Regions from separate parts of the Ovis aries genome. Here region 2 is linked to region 1. The links are chromatin contacts, called in public Hi-C maps. All regions are on one chromosome and are shown on one strand. Each heading gives the region's core, a stretch centred on a gene start, on an enhancer-like site or on the middle of the called end of the contact. The rest is flanking DNA. Distances are from core to core; before and after follow the strand shown. Region 1 has its middle 230 kb from the start of TRIB1. Region 2 overlaps NSMCE2 (NSE2 (MMS21) homolog, SMC5-SMC6 complex SUMO ligase).

Region 1 (4,260 bases), core at 647-3,146:
TCAATCCCATGGATCCATCAACACCAGAGGTCAGGTAGAATGTTCTCAGGGCCTCCCCAGACCGTCTCTCCCTTTCTTCTACGTCAGAACTGAGGCAACCCTTTCTACAAAGTGCAATGGGTGTGTGCTCAGTCATGTCCAACTCTTTGCAACCCCATGGACTGTAGGGCATCTAAGCCATGCCCACCATGTGCCAGGCACTGCACTGCTCCCTAATATGAGCCATCTTGGACAGATGGTCGCTTTCAACAACCACAATGAGGTCTGCATTATCACACAGACAAGGAAACAGAGACCGTTCTACAAACAAGGAAACAGAGACTCCCAGAAGCTGAAAGTGATCCATCAAAGATTTAAGAACAAGTAAATAGAATATTTGGCCCGAAAATCTATGGCTAAAAAGTGCCAACGATCATCTGAGCCTTCAGCAAGTCGTCATCTTTTTGCTGGTGGAGGGTCTTGCCTCAGTGTTGATCAAGGTGGTAGTCATTGAAGACTGGGGTGACTGTGACAATTACTTAAAATAAGGCAATAAAGTTTGCCACACTGATTGACTCTTTCTTTTACAAATACTTTCTCTGTATTATGCAAAGCTGTTTGATAGCATTTTATCCACAGCAGAACGTCTTTCAAAGTTGGAGTCAATCTTTTCAAACCCTGCTGCTGCTTTACATGCTCTTTTGACTCCAAGAGAGATCACCATTGTGAACGAGGCAGATTCCTGGGCCCTACTGGTTGAATCAGAATCTGAGGGTGGGATTCCAGTCATGGTTATTTTTGTTTTGTTTTTTCTTTTTAATGTTCCTTATTCGGCCACTCTGGGCATTGTTAATGCAAACTTGGTTGCCTTATTTTAAGTAATTGTCAAAGTGCAACAGCCAGGATCCTATTTATTTTTTTTTAGTTTTAGCATCCAGGTTTTTAGTTGCAGCATGCATGGGGGATCTAGTTCCCTGACCAGGGATAGAACTCAGGCCCCTGCATTGGGAGCTTGGAGTCCTTAGCCATTGGACCACCAGGGAAGTCCTCCTCAGTCGTGTGATTCTTTTGAATTTTTTAATTGAAGAATTGCAACATTGAATTGAAGCTTTACATTATGTTGGTTTCTACCATATATTGACCTGATTCAGCCATAGGTATACATATGTCCCCTCCCTCCTGAGCTTCCCTCCCACCAGTCATGAGCTTTTAAAGCCATTTCTCTCCATGATTTTCTGATCGGTGAAGTGTGAGAACACTGGCGTCTACCAGGGCCCCCCAGCTGGGGACTCAAGGTCCTTACACCTCAAAGGTCCAGCAATAGGTGACAGTGAGCCGGGATGGCTTGTCACCAGGAGGCTGTGACACGGGAGGCTGTAGTCACACAGCTGTTAGAGCACAGTCTCTGGAGCCAGGTCACTTGAGTCTGAATTCCAGTTCTGCCAAACACCAGCTGTATCACCTTGGGTAAGCCCCATTCCTCCCTGTGCCTCGGTTTCCTCAGCTGAAAAATTGCACACATCTAGGAGGCTGTTTGGAGGACGGGATGAGTTCGACGTGTAGAGAGTTCAGAACAGTGCCTGCCTCAGAGTAACCATCCAATATGCTGTTGTCATTGTTCCATGACGCAACTGCTCCTAAATGATGCAAGAAAGAAGAGGGTATTTGACACTGTGGCTCCTGAAGATGGAGGTCAAAGGGCATCATTCCAAAGGATGTGGAAGGATAGAGGGAAGAGATTGAATAGTTCCTGGGCTCATCTGATGTCACTGTTTGTTATTCCTCTGGAAATGTCACCAAAAGCAAGTCACTGCCGTTGAGACAAGTCATGAATCAGTCTGTGAGGCTGAATCACAGACAGAGACTGCTCCAGGGTCTTCCGGCCAAGATGACGTCTGGTTCTCTGTTGTGTATGCTTTTGATGGCCACCAGGGGGAGACAAAGAGAACTTAATCAACCTTACAAAATGTGAAGGGTATTCTTAAATTTCTTGAACATCTGGGCTTTTTCCACTGATTTGTTTTCCCTCTTGCTATTTCCTCTCCTTAAAATGCCCCCTTCTTTAACCCTTCAACCTGTTGTCAACCTCCCAGCCAAATCCTTCATAAGCAAACGAACCACGGGCCAGCCTCTGTGCCAGGGGCCGGGAGATTAAAAAAAAATTACTTAGGTGTTATCATCACCACTTGAGGAACGCTTGCTGTGTACCAGGTAAGGATTCACTGGAATCCTTACAGCTATTAATAGAATGAGGTTTTATGTATTCATTTTTTAAGACTCAGTTCATCAGAAGTAGGATTCAGGGCACTAAGTGCTAAGAGCACTGTGATAAGCTCTTCCTGTGAATTAGCTCATTTAATTCCCAGAACTACCCAGTGTAACTTCGGTCATACCCATTTTACAGTAGAATAGACAGAGGCTCGATGAAATTTAAAAACATCCTTGCCCAAGAACACAGAGCTAATAAGGGAGATGGAGTTCAGATATGAGCCCACGGAGTCTAATTACAGAACCAAAGCCACATCCTGGCCACCTATGTGGTCCTTCCGCAAAGCCTTCACGCATGCTGGTACTGTGCTCTCTCTTCTCGGAATTCTGACCTTATTTACAAGCTCTCCAATAAAGGCATTTGTACCTTTTTCCCTTCTCACATACACAGGTAAATTCCACTCTCCCATCCTATTCTCACCCCACTCTTGACAGGTAGGGTAAGCTCCCTGAAGCCAGTAACCCTGACTCATCCTCTTTCATGCAGCTGCCGTGTTTTGAGCACCTCTGTGTCTGGCATTATCAAGGGCACATTTATTCTTTAGATTTGTTGCTTATTAGTCTTCACAGCAACCCTGGGACATAAGTAATACTATCCACATTTTATAGATGGAAGATTAAATCTTGAAAATTACCTGACTCTAGACCGTTGTCAGCTAAATGACAAGCAGAATATGCAGGACCCCAAAGCCTGTGATCTCTCCATGACCCTAAACTGCCATCTCCCCCTCTGCCTGGCATAGAGCGGCACACGGGGTGAAGGGAAGCCACAGAACCGGAACTTAAAGACTTTAAGTCCCTGGTCAATGACTGACTAGTTGAACAAGTCACTTCATCTCACTGGGATGCAGGGCAAAAGCATCAGCTATTAATTTCTCTTCTGGAACAGTTCCCAGACCCAGGCTCTCTCCTGGTCTCAACCGTGCCCCTTCTTTGGGGAGATTCCATGTTTGGATCCCAAACATTAGTTTAAGAACCACGTCATATTCACCATCAGGTCCCTAGAACCCAGCACAGAGCCTCACACAGAGTAAACTCAATATATGCTCAGTGAACATATGGACAAATAAACACACAAATTAATACATCTGTGCTTGTGGCCTCATCCCAGCTGTGGTGCCAAGGGCTGACCTTGGCTGTGGTTGTTGCCACCCAGCCCTCTGGATTCCCAGCCTGGTTCTCCAACCCTCTCCCACCCATTCTGTAAACTGCTCAGTATACTCCAGTGACTTCTCAACTGAGGCAGAGCCCACTTCTGTAGCTTAAAAACCACTGCAGAAGCTGGCCAGATGCTCACCAACCCCACTTCCTCTGTTCCTAAGCACAAGACCATTTCTCTCAGCCTCCCTTGCAGTTAGGTAGTGGAGTTCCAGCCAATGGGGTGGTCATTACAGAACCCTTTGAGCCATCACCACGCTTTTTTCCCTTGTGCAGGGACATCAGTGGCTAAGCTGACAGCGCCCCAAGATAGAAGGAGCTATATCCCTAAATCATCATTTGGAGAAGAGATACCCCAGACACAGCCAGCATCAAACCATGAAATATATCTTTTAGCTGTTCCATGACCAGTGTCCAGGGTAGTTTGTGCCATGACATAGAGTCTATCACTCTTGCTAATACCATCGTTAGCCCAGACTAGTTCAATCTCTATTATCAAGTAGGGTTGCTATTATTAACATGACTCTTCTTAATACAGTGGGTATTCAAATAGGTACTTTATTGGTAGGAAATTGTGCCCTTTTCAGGTTCTCAATAACCTGTTCTTGGTTTTCTATGAGGTGCCTTAACTTATACTGGGTATTAGAGGACTCAGCAACTAAGATGTGAGAGCTTTAAAGGGAACGTGGGTGTGAATTGTCTCACACCCCACACATAGTACATGCGCAATAAAGAGTAATATTCTCAAGAGGTGGGAAAGCATCGTGGTAAGGGCGATGATCCCTAGTGAGACACACATAAATCCTGGCTCCCCCACCCAACTGTGGGAACCACGCCACCCTGCTTCCCTGATAA
Region 2 (4,260 bases), core at 914-3,413, 500 kb after region 1:
GACGCACATCTGTTTGGAACTTGCCCCAAGGGCCTCTAGTTCTTCTCCAAATTGGGTTCATAACTCCCACCCACAGAGAGAAAGCCAGTGCCTGGAGCAGCACTCAGGGAGAAGCAAATTAGCATTTCCAAGGTCAACTGCTGACAGGCCTAATGGTTTACAGCAACCAAAATATTCTGGCTGCTTAAGTTAAGAGGCTTCGCTTGCTCAACACCAGCAAGAAACTAATTTAGCACAACTACAAAATATGAAAATATTGTAGGTGTGGAGTCAAATCAGCATGTGACAGTTCAAAAGAAACAAATATTAATAGGATCTGCAGAAGTAAGTAATTTTAAGCTAGTTAAACAATTTTGGGAAAAACCTAAAATACCAATCTCACCAGTGGTAGAGGACTGATAAGAATTTAAAAAAAAAAAAGAGAGAGAAATCAACAGATAATATATTATCCTATTTTACCAACTGGTTTAACGTGAATATTCACCAAAACCACTTTAAAAAATCTGCAAAACTAACTGATTTAACTACCATTAAAATTTTCTGCCCTCCTCAGAGACTCAACGGAAACTAAAATGCCCTCTGTACTTGCTGCTATTACAACTGCCACTTCTAACATGGAACTATTAAGCATCTGAAACATTGCTAGCCCAGACTAAGAAAAGAATGTGGGTACAAAAATAACTCAACTGTCATATTGATTATATGTTGAGATAATATTTTAGACAACATTAGATTAAATAAAATATTACTAAATTATTGTCTCCTCTTTTTTCTTACTTTTTGTAATGAGGATACTAGAAAAATTTTAATTAAACATGTGGCTCACATATTTTTACTGGACAGTGCTGCTACATATAAATAATACTTTAAATTTATGAGGCACACACATACGTAATTTCAGGTGTAAAGTAGAGAAACAGGGAGAAATGGATCTGGCTAATAAATATCTTCTGTACAATAATCAAATTGGTTTCATCTTTTAATTACCAATCTAATAAAACCTCCTTTCTGCTTACTGAAAGACAAACTTTTATGTCTTTTAAAAAGGACCTGATGTTTCAAAAATGATTCTAAAGTATGTTCTACTTCTGCTATGAACTGTCTCCTTTTCCTAAAATTAAAATAGTCTTAATTCTTTTCAGTGATCAAAGATACATGATAAAGTGCCAATCTAATTTTAAAATCTGATCAAGTGACTCCATTTCAGTTTTTTCTGTGGTAGTCATTTTCATACCTGTTAGGTCTTTGAAACCAAACCCCTGCTTTTGCTTCAAAGATTTTTTAAAAAGTAGAATCAACACAAAGATTGTTCTCCAGCATCTAGAAAAATGCAGGCAGTATTGAGGTACTATACAAACTCTGTTTTAAAAACTAAAATAGGACTCATTTACTGTTTCAAAAAGCAACATCCCAACGTGAAGGGGAGAGCTTAGCAAACAGGGGAGCACAGCAAGCCATTATTTCCACACATTCCATCACGTGTAGAAACCATGCCAACTCTCAGGTTGTTCGAGTCAGGGGAAGAAAGAGAATCTGGAGGTGCTGGAATGGCTGGAAATTTATGGAGTGAGAGTGCAGAGTAACACGAGGTGAGGTGAGGCCAGCGACAGCCCAGACTTTCCTCTCTGTGGGTCTTAAAAAGGAAACAGCCCGGCTTTCTGACTAAGGAAGGCAACAGGAAAGGAAAACACACTTCACACTTTCTAACGTCCCCAAACTGTCCCCACTACAGCTGGCCCACCGATAGAGTTATACCTACTGTTCATATTTGTGTGAACAGCTGGTTTTTAAATGTTATCGACAACAACAAGATTCACTAAGGAAGAATGGTAAGTAATAAATATGAGATGTACTTTTCTATTTTGTGACAGGGCCAGCCTCTATCTCTGGTAAATGAACTGAGTAACCTGGATAAATAGAAATAAAGCCAGTGGAAAGGAGAGGTATAGTCCTCGTTTCTTCCTGGAAAAGGTCACCTTAACCTTAATAGCCCTACCTTTCTGTTGTTCTGATAGAATCAACACATTTTTTTATATCCTTAGATATACAGAATAACTCAGGTTCCAAGTTACGAAATTTCAGTAACTTAGTGATTATACCTTTTAAACAATCTTGAACCTGCAATTAGCAAACCCAGTACGGGCCCAACAGCACCTGATTGACAAGTGTTCTGGTGCCACCTAGTGGTGTATGCTTCCCCTCAAAGGGGAAATAATGATTAGACCAGGGTTCCTGGCCCATGGAGAAGCAACATCAGCTTGTCCTAGACCTATTGAAACTTTATTACTGAGTCCCAGGAATCTGTTTCAATAAGCCCTCTAAGTTAATTCCTCCCACATTTGAACACTACTGGATTAATCAGTACCAACACAAAAATTAAGTGCAAAGTCTTAAAAAATTAGGTTCAACAATGAACAAAAGTGCTCAGTTTCTAATTTTGGAAAGCAATTTAGTTTTCTGCATTTTGAATCCAAATTATCTGTATTTAAGGAACTGCGTTAAAAGCCATTTACTAACACATTAATATACATCCAACATTTGAGAGTCCCAGTCTCTGAAAATATCCTAAATGCACCCTGAGGTCTATGCCCCGAGGAAAGCCAGTTCAAAGGAAAGGCCAAACACAAAACAAAACAAAAATACAATGAAAGTGAAAGTTGCTCAGTCGTGTCCCACTCTTTGCGACCCTATGGACTATATAGCACATGGAATTCTCCAGGCCAGAGTACTGGAGTGGAGAGATGAAAGTGAAACAACCCCTTTTCAAGGGGGTCTTCCCAACCCAGAGATTGAACCAATATCTCCCGCCCTGGGGGTAGATTCTTTACCGGCTAAGCCACCAGGGAAGCCCAAGAGCACTGGAGACAGTAACCTATTCCTTCTCCGTCATATCTTCCTGAGCCGTGAATCAAATCGGGGTCTCCTGCATTTCAGGTGGATTCGTTACCAGATGAGCTACCAAGGAAGCCAAGCCCAAGAAAGTGAAAGTGTTAGTCGCTCAGGCTCTTTGCAATCTCATGGACTGTAGCCCACCAGGCTCCTCAGTCCATGGAATTCTCCAGGCAAGAACACTGGAGTCAGTTGCAATTCCCTCCTCCAGGGGATCTTCCCATCCCAGGGATCAAACCCAGATCTCCTATATTGCAGGCAGATTCTTCACCACATGAGCCACCTTAAGAAAAAGCATCAACTGTTATCAGGATATCAGGTTATGGCCTCTTAAGGGGGCCCACCTGAAAAAGGGGAACACATGAAAAGCCAAGGTGGTAGAACACTGGCGGGTTTTAAATAGAATCACCAAAGAGCTTCCCAAGGGGCACAGTGGTGGAGAACCCAGCTGCCAGCGCAGGAGATGCAAGAGACACGGATTCCATCCCCGGGCTGGGCAGATCCCTTGGAGAAGGGAACGGCAACCTGCTCCAGAGTTACTGCCCGGAAAATTCCATGAACAGAGGAACCTGGCGTGCTACAGTCTGTGGGGTCACAAAGAGTCGGACATGGCTGAGTGACGGAGAGCACACTGATGATAACACCCCCTAATAATACGAGACATTGCAAAGGTCCACTGTTTATATCTGCTCCTATGCAACTATGTGGAGAAGGCAATGGCAGCCCACTCCAGCACTCTTGCCTGGAGAATACCATGGATGGAGGAGCCTGGTGGGCTGCAGTCCATGGGGTCGCTAAGAGTCGGACATGACTGAGCGACTTCACTTTGACTTTTCACTCTCATGCATTGGAGAAGGAAATGGCAACCCATTCCAGTATTCTTGCCTGGAGAAGCCCAGGGACGGGGGAGCCTGGTGGGCTGCCGTCTATGGGGTCGCACAGAGTCAGACACGACTGAAGCGACTTAGCAGTAGCAGTATGCAACTATGTTATAAAGTAATCAAGAGAAAAGCAGGTCTGATGAAGGCTTGCTGAAGTGTTTATTTTCTATGTAGGTCTTAGAGGAGAACTCGGTTACTTTAAATAACTTAAAACAACTGGCATTCATTAAGAGAAGTTCCATAATGCATCTAGTTGTTTGCATTCCCTTAAATTCAGCCTGATATTATGCTCTTCTTGGGGGGGGGGGGACTAATTTTTAATAAGTATCTGTTTATTTATAATTTAAAAGCTATATGCTTGAAGTAAAACAACTGGATCAAGAGATATATGCCCAATATGACTACTGGTTGACAGAGTCACAAGTATATATACCATCCTTTACTCCATGGCTTAAATGACAAACCTATCACTTAAAAGAAAAAAATCAAC

What was found. A called contact is a pair of places that touch in the nucleus more often than the background predicts.
Region 2: a contact with region 1 is called in a Hi-C map of liver, with 6 times the contacts expected there. The contact joins two enhancer-like sites. A contact is called at or near these places in 5 of 16 Hi-C or Micro-C datasets (blood, liver and tail adipose tissue).

Annotation. Positions count from the first base shown.
Region 1 is chr9:27,590,240-27,594,499 of ARS-UI_Ramb_v3.0, forward strand. No RefSeq gene overlaps it. Among named protein-coding and RNA genes, the nearest start is that of TRIB1, 230 kb to the right of the region's middle. Within about 2 kb of position 1,897, at least 4 of the 54 cell types and tissues checked have an H3K27ac peak or open chromatin away from gene starts, as enhancers often do. A contact at or near this core is called in liver, where this site is marked.
Region 2 is chr9:28,091,563-28,095,822 of ARS-UI_Ramb_v3.0, forward strand. The region is part of intron 2 of NSMCE2 (NSE2 (MMS21) homolog, SMC5-SMC6 complex SUMO ligase); the gene reads right to left. Among named protein-coding and RNA genes, the nearest start is that of NSMCE2, 16 kb to the right of the region's middle. Within about 2 kb of position 2,164, at least 16 of the 54 cell types and tissues checked have an H3K27ac peak or open chromatin away from gene starts, as enhancers often do. A contact at or near this core is called in liver, where this site is marked.